Regions from separate parts of the Sus scrofa genome. Here region 2 is linked to region 1. A link is a contact called in public HiChIP or PLAC-seq data. All regions are on one chromosome and are shown on one strand. The core of a region is the stretch at or near the end of the contact, and the rest is flanking DNA. Distances in the headings are between cores, read along the strand shown.

Evidence for each region. HiChIP or PLAC-seq counts read pairs in DNA pulled down with a chosen protein or histone mark.
Region 2: an H3K27ac HiChIP or PLAC-seq map of alveolar macrophages shows a contact between it and region 1. The contact joins the promoter of PLXDC2 here to the enhancer-like site in region 1. A contact is called at or near these places in 4 of 47 Hi-C or Micro-C datasets (embryonic fibroblasts, epiblast stem cells, heart right ventricle and 1 more) and 2 of 2 datasets of contacts at active chromatin or transcription factors (alveolar macrophages and skeletal muscle).

The regions. Positions count from the first base shown.
Region 1 is chr10:54,560,922-54,563,621 of Sscrofa11.1, forward strand. The region is part of intron 2 of PLXDC2 (plexin domain-containing protein 2); the gene reads right to left. Among named protein-coding and RNA genes, the nearest start is that of PLXDC2, 110 kb to the right of the region's middle. Within about 2 kb of position 1,315, at least 8 of the 83 cell types and tissues checked have an H3K27ac peak or open chromatin away from gene starts, as enhancers often do. A contact at or near this core is called in alveolar macrophages, retroperitoneal adipose tissue and skeletal muscle, where this site is marked.
Region 2 is chr10:54,675,788-54,678,487 of Sscrofa11.1, forward strand. It overlaps PLXDC2 (plexin domain-containing protein 2), which reads right to left and starts at 1,446. Exons shown (of 15, transcript XM_021064961.1): 1 at 1,303-1,446; 2 at 1-520.

The DNA of each region.
Region 1 (2,700 bases), core at 65-2,564:
ACTGCTCATCTTTCATATTGACTAAAATTAGCCAAATTTGATAATTTCTGAATTTTGCATAAAACAAATATTAAATAAAAAATCATGGCCTCTGAAGCATTTGTTTGCGGGGTAAAGATTCACGCATCAGCAAGCTTGGTAGACTAATACTGTAGATCCGATCTACAAGAAGTTATCATTATAAGTTTAATGTGTTTCTGAGAAATCATGAGAGAGCTTATTTTAAAAGGACAGTAATTTGCAGGTGAAGACTCCTATTTTGCTATAAAGATTGAAAGTCTGGTTAAAGAATCATTCGTTCAGCAAATATTTATGGAGCATTTCATATAAACTGAGTAACTAATACTTTGCTCTGAAGAGCGTTTTCAAAGGAACGAGTTACAGAATTATGAGTTTTGCTGTTAATGAATCCAGGTGACAATGAACATGAATTTGTCTATAAGCCCATGGGCTGATGCAGGTCAAGGCTGTTTGGCTCAAAACTACCAAACCAAGGTTCAAGTCCATATATTCAGTATATTTCAGGACACATTCATATATATTCAGCATCGAGGCAACCATTTTATAGTCTGGATATGGTAAACTCTTTTACAAACCACTGGCGTGTGGTATTCCCATAAAGATTTTACTGTGTTGTGTGCCACTGCAACTAAGCCTTAGTGCTTTTGATTATTTTCTAAAGTATTTGTTCATTAACTTTAGAAGTGACTCCGTTCAGTTTTCCAGATTCATAATGAAAATGTCAGAATGGTGTTACACTCAATTTTCTGGTGTGGGGGTATCTGAAGACGTGAAGACCAGATACACAAAACTGAGTCCCATAAGTTCAAATCAGGGTTGTGTACAGGGACGCCAGGACGGCAGAGCTGTCTGAGTATAAGAGGTGAAGTTCAAGATATCACTAATATCCAGACAACAGGCTTTAGAAATCTGGGCTTTGCCTTCTACGCAATTTTTCATTTCCACTCTGGTTTTCATTCCTTTTTCTTATCTTTAAGCTTAAATTCAAAAATTAGAGCCGTAAGCATCCTCACTGGTCTCTCAGCTTTAACCTTTGTCTCTCATTAATTTGTTCTCAATACCCCGGGAAGGATCTGTGAAAAAAACAAAACAAAACCAAAAACCCCAGTCATTTGTGTCCCTCCTCTGCTCAAAATCCTCCGAAGGCTCCAAGTTCACCAGGTAAAGTCCTCACTGTAAAATCTCGCTCTAGGACCCAGAAAACCCAAGCTGCCTCCCCTCGGCACCCTGCCACCAGCTCCGGTCCACTCCACTCCAGCCTTAGTTCCTGGCTTCTTACGTCTGCTTCTTGTAGTTCCTTGGACAGGCTGGGCTCACGGCGCTCTCTGGAGCTTGTATGTTTGCCATTTCCTCTCTCTGGAACGCATTGCCCCCGTCATTGGTGTTTTTTTTCTCAGGTCTTTACAAGTCCCTTTCCCTAGTCATTGTTCTGGTTTCCACCCTCTACTCCAACTACAAATCTCACTTCTCACCTTTTCTTGTTTCCCCTCCTCTCAGGACGCATCACTCCCTAACATTTATCTTCTATGTATCTTTTCTGTCTTATTTATTATCTGTTTCTTACTAGTCTAGTTTATTATCTTACAAGGTAAAGTGGGTGATTTCTGCGTTTTGATCACTGCTCTTCCCCGCCGCCTAGCATACAGGAGACATTCATCAAATACACCTTAGAAAGGAAGGAGGGAACAAATGAAGGGAAGGAGGGTGGGAGAGAAAATGCCACTTTAAAGACAGTTTCTCCCTCAAAGTTGGGCTCTGATACGCTGTCTGCCTATTGAGTATGGTTAAAATTATCAATACACCTTTACAACTCAGTTAATTAGGTTATAGCCAATAGGACACACACACACACACACACACACACACACACACACACACACACACACACACCACGCTAACTACTCTTTCATTTAACGAGTGTTATATAACTGCAGAAAGTAAAATTTATCTGTTATGAAGTTTCCACTTATTTAGTCCAATATGCATGTAGACCCACGGACAGAAAGCTCTCCATTATCAAATTATAGTTTTCTATTAGACAGTCACAGAGAAAATCAGTATATAGTGAGAAATGAATATTCTTTTGACATCATAAGCACCTCTCCTATTATTTTATCCCCTTAATAGTACTCTGAAATGTCAATCACATTTACCACATTTCAACTGAGGGTAAAAGTGCATCTCTGATTTACCCCCTACTGTTCTTATTAATTGTTTTAGTTTTTCTCTGCGTCTAACCTCATGTATTCCCAGAAGACACCCAGATACCTATGCTCTTCCAAGCACTGCAAAAAAATGATCATAACAGAAGAGCTGTTAATTCTTCATTTCTGCATATCAGAATTTTTTCCCACTTGACTAATAAAGGTCAAATTTTTAACTCGCCTTTAAACACATAAAGAATTAGTATTTTGTCGATGGACATTTGGGTTGTTTCCATGTCCTGGCTGTTGTGAATAGTGCTGCAATGAACATGCGGGTGCATGTGTCTCTTTTAAGTAGAGTTTTGTCCGGATAGATGCCCAAGAGTGGGATTGCGGGGTCATATGGAAGTTCTATGATTGAAATGAGCCAGAAAGACAAAGACAAATACCATATGATATCACTTATAACTGGAATCTAATACCAGCACAAATGAACATCTCCTCAGAAAAGAAACTCATGGACTTGGAGAAGAGA
Region 2 (2,700 bases), core at 196-2,695, 110 kb after region 1:
CTTCACGCCCGGGAGCCAAGAAGAGAAAAAAGGAAGTGCGAGGCGAGCGCAGTCTTCTCCGGACCTCCAGGTCTCTCTTCACAACTTGCCACAACACTCACAGCCCTCACTCCAGACACAGACTAGCAACTGCGGAGGCGAAAGGCCACTTGCAGCCGGAGCTGGCAAACTCTCCGCTCCGCACGGGCAGCGCCACCCCGGTGCCCGCTGACGGTGACTTCCGAGCCGCGGCGATGCGCTCCACTGGGTTCAAAACAGATCTAATTCCACAGTCAGCTAGGGTGCCTCCTCCAAATCCGAGAGGGCTTTCGGAACTTTCCCCAGTCTTGGGATGGCCCCGCGGAAGATTCGGGTTTGCGGGAAGGGGGTTACTGTGGGCTGGCGAAACCCCTCCGACAAGTTTTTCTTCTTTTCTTCGCCCGATGCAGGGCGTGCGTCCTCGCTCGCAGCCGGAGGGATGGGCAGCCCCTGGGAAGGCTCGAGCTGCAGCAGTCTGAGGTCCGGAGGCAGGAAAAATGTACTGGAGGGGAGAAAAGGGGGTGAGGGTGAAGAAGAAAGAAATGAGGAGGAAAAAGTCAGGCTGAAACCTATTGGGAGAGGGTTCCTCCCGGCTAAGGAGGAGGTGGTCCCAAGCACCGCAGAGCCCGGGAGTTTGGTGGCGGAGGAGGCGCCGCCGCCGCCGCGCTCCCCCGCGCTCCTGCTCCACACTTTGGGGAGGGAAGGCAGCTCGCAATTTGCCAGATCCGCCGCGGCACCCTCCTCCCTCCTCCCTCCTCCCTCCCCCTCGCTCCTCCAGGCGTCTCCCACCTTCCTTCCCGAAACCGGCAGCTCGCACCGACCTGTCCAATGGCTGCACTTTCCTCGGGGCTGGCAAAGGAGTCGCCGAGAGATTAAACCGGGGGAGCGAAGCAGGGGGGAGTGAGAGGGCAACTCCAGCTCGCCGTGCCCGGGGCAGCCGGCGGCCTGGAGCGCCAGCAGAGAAGGCGAAAAGGCGAACACGGAGGGCGGGGAGCGCCGGACTGCACCTCTGCGCCGCCCGGGCGCCATCCCTGCACCGGGCTCGCACCCCCTGCAGCCCGGCCAGCGGCGCCCGCAAGCCCCTGGCCCTGGGCCGCCCGCACGCCCGCCTGCGGGGAATCGCGGCCCAGCAGCGGACCCTGCAGCGGACCCAGCGGGCGCCCGGCGCCAGTGGGGGCTTCCTGGGCGCTAAAGGGTTAATTCCAGTACGCCATTCCCGGGAGGATGTGTGTGGCGGGGGTTGGGGTGTGAAGAAAGCAAACCCGAGCCAATTCGGATACCGACCCTGCGCAGCCCCTTCGGACCCCAGACCCGCGGGCGGGTGGAAGGACGAAGGGAGCGCGGTAGCCTGGTCCAGCCGCGGCCGCTGCGAAGTGTCAGCGGGAGCGAAAGCGAGAGTTTAAAGGAACAGAAGGCCCCCTGAATTTCCACCGGGGGCTTTAACAGGCTTTTGCTGGCTGGTTTGTTTTTGTTTTTTCAGCTCGCGGAAGTGCTTCAGCGTTAACCCTTTCCAGCCCTCTAGACACTTTACATCTTATTTTACATAGTTGACCTTATTTTTCAGGGGGTAAATGCAGAGAACGGAATGAAAGCATATTGGTTAAAAAGTACAGATTTCTAGCACCAGACTAGGATGGAATTTCACCTCCCTCACTAAATAGCTGTACGACTTTGAGCAATTTCCTTAACTTCTTAGCGCCTCGCTTCCCCAACCATCAAATGGGGAGAACTGTAGTTATGCCTTTATAAAGTTGTATTGGATTACATGAGTTAATACTGAATAATTAAGGAATTGAGACCAGTTCCTGGCGCAATGTACATGACTTCAGGTTTCTTAAATTAAGAAAAGAGAGGGAAGGAAGAAGAGAGAGGGTGTTCTAAATCAAATGAAGAATTCGCTTCAGTGCTTCTAAGTGCAAAAGGTCCTGTTGGTCTTGTCCACCTTTTTTTTTTTTTTTTTTTTTTTTGGTCATTTTAGGGCCACACCCTCGGCATACGGAGGTTCCCAGGCTAGGGGTCAGAGCTGCAGCAGATGGCCTACACCACAGCCACAGCAACACCAGATCCAAGCCCTGTCTGCAACCTACACCACAGCTCACGGCAACACTGGATCCTTAACCCACTTAGCAAAGCTGGGGATCAAACCCACAACCTCATGGATGCTAGTCAGAGTCACGTCCACTGAGCCACGATGGGAACTCCCAGTCTTGTCCACTTTTCGGCATGCTTTGAAAAATTTATGGGTGCCATCAATAACCACCTTAATTTGATCTCAGTGCCCACTGGAAGTGGGCCCTGATACTCAAACTACTATGCTAATTTGATACTGAAAGAATGCCTCTCTCATGGTTACTTAGCTGAAGAGAAGAAGAACGGGAAGTGTAACATGTTTTCCTCAATGCAGTATTCAGTTTACTGTTTATTTTGTAGACGCGCACACACACACACACACACACACACACGCCTTGCATACAACACTTTTTTAATGCTCTTTGCTAATCTCCTGAGCTTTTTCTCAACCAGTTGATTCCTTCCTCCTCACCTTACTTAGAAAAAACTGGTTCTTTAACTTCTGCTCAACCAAGTTTTCAAGTTCTATGTAACAATGACATCCAAAGGTGAGTACCTGAGGTAGTTACCTAATGAACATTAAATTGGAAAACTGAATCTCTCTATCAAAAT